Regions from separate parts of the Mus musculus genome. Here region 2 is linked to region 1. The links are chromatin contacts, called in public promoter capture Hi-C maps. All regions are on one chromosome and are shown on one strand. The core of a region is the stretch at or near the end of the contact, and the rest is flanking DNA. Distances in the headings are between cores, read along the strand shown.

Region 1 (3,040 bases), core at 510-3,009:
ACAGGGGCAAAGTTCCCTGGCTGAGAATCTCTGTTCTGTATGTATTCTCATTTCTCAGGCATGGGTGTGGATCTGAATCACATGGAGAGAGAGGGAGAGGAGGAGGAGAGGGGGAGAGGAAGAGGAAGGGGGAGAGAGAAAGAGAGGTGGGAGAAGGGTTTGTCAAATAAAGGCAACTGGTCCTCTCTCTGGAGTCTCTGTTGGGTCCTTCTGGGTGGGTCTGGAAGGTACACATTTTCAGTGAAAGTCCTAGGTGGTGCTGAAGCTATCTGGGGTCTTTGCATGATGCCTATTCTGATGGCACCACTGACGTTTCCAGAACCCAGAAATACTGAGATGAGGACAGAAAGCAGACTCTTAGTGACGGAGCTCAGTTTAGCAATCGTGATGCTATAAGAAATCAGAAGGCAGCTGTGAAGTTCGTGGTTTAGGGATCAGTTGAAGATTCCATTTTTACATTTGTTCTAAATTTAGTGATCCCACCCCAGTGCAAATAATATGATGGGGAGGATGAGAAAGAGGAAATGACCTTGGAAAGTAATGCATCTTCATTTACGATGCAGCCATAGCCCATCGGTTCTTGCTCAGTGTGTTCCCAGGTACTCCTGTTAAATGGTCTGTGATGTACTTTATATAAATTTCCAGGGACTGTGTGCAGGGCTATACAATGCTTCACTTACTGCCACCCAATTTTGAATACTTTGACCGAGTATTTGGGGGCTGGAATAGCAGAAAATCACTGGGATGATGGAGGCACACATTTCTGCAAACCGGAGGAAGAACAAGAAATCACCATAGCATGAGCGTGACTGGATGGCTTATATTTAATCTTCTGGGTTTACAAGACATGATGGAATTCTGCAGGGGCATTTTAAAAGTCATTGCTTTCTAGCTTCCATCAGAGCCCACCCTGCACGCCTGGTGCTAACACTTAATTATAGCCAAGAGAATCTGAGAAATGCAGTGGTCCCCCCCTCCCTCACCCCAGCAAACGTCAAGCAAAATCAATAGCTCAGTGCTGGCAACAGGATGCTGTTGTTCCCTTCATCTCCTCCGCTCATCTGCAATTGCTTTTATTACTGCAGTTCATTTAATGAGTCCAGAGCGTTTGGAGCCAGATGGTGACATTAGTTCAATCTGGAAGACTCTAATGGAATTGAGTTCAAACCAGGTTAAAAGTAACGGAATTACAAATTCCAGTGGTCATTGTCTTGTGGTATTACGCTCTGGGTACTTGTTATACACCAGAAGTTAGCGCCAGCTTCAAATGAAAGACCTGAAAGACAGTTGAGTGAGACCTGGTGCACTCATACACTCACTCATCCGCTGCATGCTTCATTACTCTCCCTATCACAAACACGGCCATTGTGGTTTCTGAACCATGGCCTCTGTAGTGGAGGTGGCAGGCAGAGCTAAGCCAACAGGAAAATCACTCCGCGTGAGTGCAGTCTCTAGGAAGGGAGGACTCTGGCATTGAGAGGTGGAGGGTGAAGGATTTTGAGGACCTGGGAAAGGACTAGATGCACAAGCTTTAAAGTCACCGTTTTGTTGAGTCCACAATTATGTCCCCTCCCCCAAAGAACAAAATGCAAAGAGAGAAGATAAACATTATACAGGGAGACCCAAGCCTCTCTGAATGTCTCCTGCTGTGGGATAAAGTCCCTCGGAGAGGTCCAAACTTCAAAAGTGGCCTCAGTCTGGAATTTTTCCACAGGAAAAGTCAGCAGTAAATATTGACACCGGAATCAATCATCTCTACTGAGGTTCCAGATTGCTCCAGCCAGCCAGGGCAGCTAGGTCACAGGTGACAAGAATAAGACAGCCACCCTCTGAAAGAGCTGTCATCCAGAAGCCTGGAGAGAGGCCGTCTCCCTGACTCTGGGTCGCCATCCTCTCAGTATGGAGCAGGCAATGCTGAAGACGCTGGCTTTGTTGGTGCTGGGCATGCACTACTGGTGTGCCACAGGTAAAGGACACATGCCACCGCTGGCCACCTGCCCTAGGTGATCACAGCCCTCTCGGTGCCTCATCTCTCTCTCACTGTGGCCTGTGTGTTTGCTGTCTAGGTTTCCCGGTGTACGACTACGACCCTTCCTCTCTGCAGGAAGCTCTCAGTGCCTCAGTGGCAAAGGTGAACTCGCAGTCCCTGAGTCCTTACCTGTTTCGGGCGACCCGGAGCTCCTTGAAGAGAGTAAGTGAATGGAGATACCTCCCTGAGCCATTTTTTTACCACCCCCGCCCCCGTCTTGACTTCACCTACTTTGTTGAGTAGATTATTCTTCTGTTTACAATGATCACAGTCTGTCCTCTTCCATGCTGACTTTTTGGACTGAGAAGAGATTTAATTACATTTTGTTGTTGTTGTTGTCCCGAGGCTGTCAAAGCTTCCTGGGACATCTGATTCTTCCCTCTGTGTTTTCCCTCTGACCTCGGCTTTTCTCTGTGTGTGTCCTGGTTTGGGGTGAAGATCCCAGAAGTCCTTGTGATGCTGTTTGATTGGGAGGTGCTGCCTAATGAGAAAGAGACTCTCTCCCCACTCAGCATTGGGCTACCAGTGTTTATAGGAAAGAAACGCTGGCTTCTGAGTCCATGAAACCCACCCACTCTGGTGGACTTGATAGTGCTGTTTCCCGATCACCTAGAGAACTTGGGAAAGAGACATTATCTCGGGCTTGCTGTGACTCACTGTGGCCAAAGTGAGGGGGAAGCAGAACAGGATCATAGAGAGGCCTTTCTCCTTCCTGCTCCCTGAGGAGTCTCTCTGTCTTCTTATAGGCTTAACTGGGCTAACAGGGAGGTAGGGACAGACATGAAGAAGAAATAGGACTGACAAGCTCATGGAGACATGAGTAGAGCCTTGTGGTCAGCAGCCACTACCTCCACACAGAGGCCACATGGCCGCTCCTACTGGCTGCTCCCTTTTCCACCCTATTCTAGGCTACCACCTCTTACTTACACTCAGCTACTCCTCTCATACTCAGCTGCTCCTCTCACACTCAGCTGCTCCTCTGCTCCTCAACAGCATACACACTTCATTCTC
Region 2 (2,853 bases), core at 230-2,729, 450 kb after region 1:
GTGACAGTATCCTCTCGAGACCTGCACCACCTGTGTGTGAAGCCCTCGGTGGCATGTAGACCCATCATGTGTTTGAAGCCCTTGGTGGCAAGTAGACCCATCATGTGTTCATTCTTCTGTCCTTTCTCCATCTAGTCTCTCCTGCACTGTTGTCCATTCTTAGAACAAGGTGGCATTCTCAGCATCTTAGTATCTCGTGGCCACCTTTGGGAAATTTTTGAATTAACTATGCACAGCTAGGACCTGCTCTCCAGGCTCTGATCTTACATGGTATCCTGGTGAGCTTAGAGTCTAGGGGCAGTGGTACTGTGACACCCTAGGGTCTATTGCAGATGACACTGACTTAATCAGATCCCAGGTTCTAAGACTTCTTCCAGACAATCAGTGATGTGCATGTCCAGTCTGTGCACAGGGTCAGTGAGAGCCCCATGAGTTTGAAGCAGAGTGGAACACCTAGTGTTCATGAGCTAGGGGAGTGAATCTGTACTTGGCCAAGGCACCTTCTGAGCATAGGACACTGTTGGAGCATGGTCCATGCAGTTTAAGACCCAACATAGGACACTGTTGGAGAATGGTCCATGCAGTTTAAGACTCAAGCATGTTATATCTGGGAAGAAAATGAAGTTGCCCATCTGTGTTTTAAAAAGTCTATGGAGTCACATGATTGCAAGCTGGGACTCTGTATTTGGTAACAACATGAAGAGCAGTGAACTGTGGGCAGGTCCCTTATCCATCAAGCATGTACTGGACCCATGTGACCCAAGGGTCAGACCAGGCTGCCAGACCACTCACCTACAGAGTAGGCTCGGACAGGTTCTCTCCTACTTGTCTCCCCTCCAACCCCCCGTGCTTCTGGAAGTTAAAAAGAATTGGGTTACATCATAGAACTATGGGAGGATTGAGCAATACAACAAACATAAGGCAGCTGACACAAACACACACACACACACACACACACAGAGAGAGAGAGAGAGAGAGAGAGAGAGAGAGAGAGAGAGAGAGAGAGAAGCTCTGTCCCCTCCTTACCTGGGCTGAGACCCTTGCTCTCACACCTAACAGAAACTGACAGGTTTTCTGTCCATGAATAAGATCTGTGGCAGCTCCAACCCTCCTTTCAGAGCCTTTGTACGGAAACCTGAGCAGAGAGACTGTTTGAATTTGCTCATGCAAGGAACAATGTTTGCTCGGGGTTGGCTCCTGTGTTATGAATTTTTAACCTCACATAAATCAAAACGGCAAGAAATGGACAAAGGACAAATTTCCTGTGCCAGGACTAAAATAGAAGCCGTCTGCATCTCTCAAACAATTCCAATTATGTTTCCATAACCAAATCATGCTGAGATGAACGGTTGGAATATTTATATTTAGGTTCTGAAGCATAATGTAAAATAAATGAAAGCAGTCTGTCTTCTCTTCTCACCGCTAAGGCTATGCCACTTTCCCATCTACAAAGGCAACTCAGAGACCAGGGTGAGCAAAGGCCACAGTGCACCGGGGAGCCTTTGCCTCTTGCTCTCATTGTTTTTCCTAATTGACGGCCTCCCAAAGTTACTGATACTAAATGTTTGGTAGAAATGGCTCAGTGGTTAAGTGTCACTCTTCCAGAGGACCCAAGTTCAGTTCCTAAGACCCATATCAGGGATGCAACAGTTGCCTGTATCTCCAGTTCTCGGAGATCTGATCCCCTCTTCTCCACTCCTCTGGCACCTATACTTATATGTGCACAAACTGCCACACACACACACCACACACACATACACGTAATTAAAAATAAAATAAATCTTTTTTATAAAAGCAAGGTTTACATTAGCAAATCTGAGACACATAAGCACCAAGCAATCCATGTGGCAGCATCTTATAACCAGAGATTCTCACCCTTCTAACATATGTACTCACTCATTTCATAATCTTCAGCTACTCTTAGACGTTGAAAACTTGGAAGAATACAAAAACAGCTAAGAGATTTGCCCTCTTAAGATCAAATAGAAATGGAAGATATGCAAGTGTTTGCTTGCTAGAAAGTGTGGGGAGGGAACACAAACTTTAGAGTGTCAGTAGCAAATGTCATGAGCTCCTAGAAGCAGGAGAGACAACAGCCATAATGACAACTTTAAAGGGTTCTAAAGGCATGACTTGGGGAGTGGGGTTATGGTATGTTGTGGTAAAATCTCCAACCCAAAATAAGCCCGTGTAAAGAAATATGAATACAAGCTGTGCTTCTAGACTGGGCAGATGTACCACTGCACTACTCTAGTCCCCAGCTAGGAGATCCCTTATAACTTGTGGTTTCTCCAAACCTTGTGCTTCTGCTCCATATTCCTTCTACCCCCTCCTTTGGCGTCCTCTCTTCTCTCTCCTTCCTCCTTCTCCCTAAGATTCTGTGACATGCTGACACAGAAGTGGTGAGAGGTGCAGTGGAAGTGGACAATAGCTGGAAATCAGATTAAGGACAGGTAGGCAAGCTTCTGAAGATGAGAAGGATGGATTTCTTCATCTCATAGGAAACTGGAGGCCTTTAGGGGTGTTTAACAAAAGCGTTGATAGACATCAGCCTTGAGAAGGAGCCGCTTGTTCTCCCTCTCCTTCTCCCTCTCCCTCTCCCTCTCCTTCTCCCTCCCCCTCCCCCCCTCCCCCTCTCCCTCAATATATATATATTTGCTGAGATACTCACTGAAAGATAAAGTAGCAGGTAACAAATTTGATGGACTCCTGTCCCCTGGACCTCATGGTCTTATGGGACAACAAGAATGAACAGACAATACAGCCATGTGTGAGTGTATACTAAGTGAGAGACGGTCATGGAGGGCAGGCAGGTACTCAGCATGGTGTGATGGTGTGGATGTGAGATGTCTC

Evidence for each region. Promoter capture Hi-C pulls out the DNA fragments that hold promoters and counts their contacts.
Region 2: a promoter capture Hi-C map of liver shows a contact between it and region 1, with 5 times the contacts expected there. The contact joins the enhancer-like site here to the promoter of Spp2 in region 1. A contact is called at or near these places in 10 of 39 promoter capture datasets (the 3T3-L1 cell line, the HPC-7 cell line, embryonic stem cells and 3 more), 1 of 115 datasets of contacts at active chromatin or transcription factors (double positive thymocytes) and 3 of 9 other capture datasets (adipose tissue, liver and macrophages).

What each region holds. Positions count from the first base shown.
Region 1 is chr1:88,405,251-88,408,290 of GRCm38.p6, forward strand. Spp2 (secreted phosphoprotein 2) reads left to right here and starts at 1,760. Exons shown (of 8, transcript NM_029269.3): 1 at 1,760-1,966; 2 at 2,067-2,191. The coding sequence starts at 1,900.
Region 2 is chr1:88,860,237-88,863,089 of GRCm38.p6, forward strand. No RefSeq gene overlaps it. Among named protein-coding and RNA genes, the nearest start is that of Platr5, 110 kb to the left of the region's middle. Within about 2 kb of position 1,480, at least 4 of the 459 cell types and tissues checked have an H3K27ac peak or open chromatin away from gene starts, as enhancers often do. A contact at or near this core is called in liver, where this site is marked.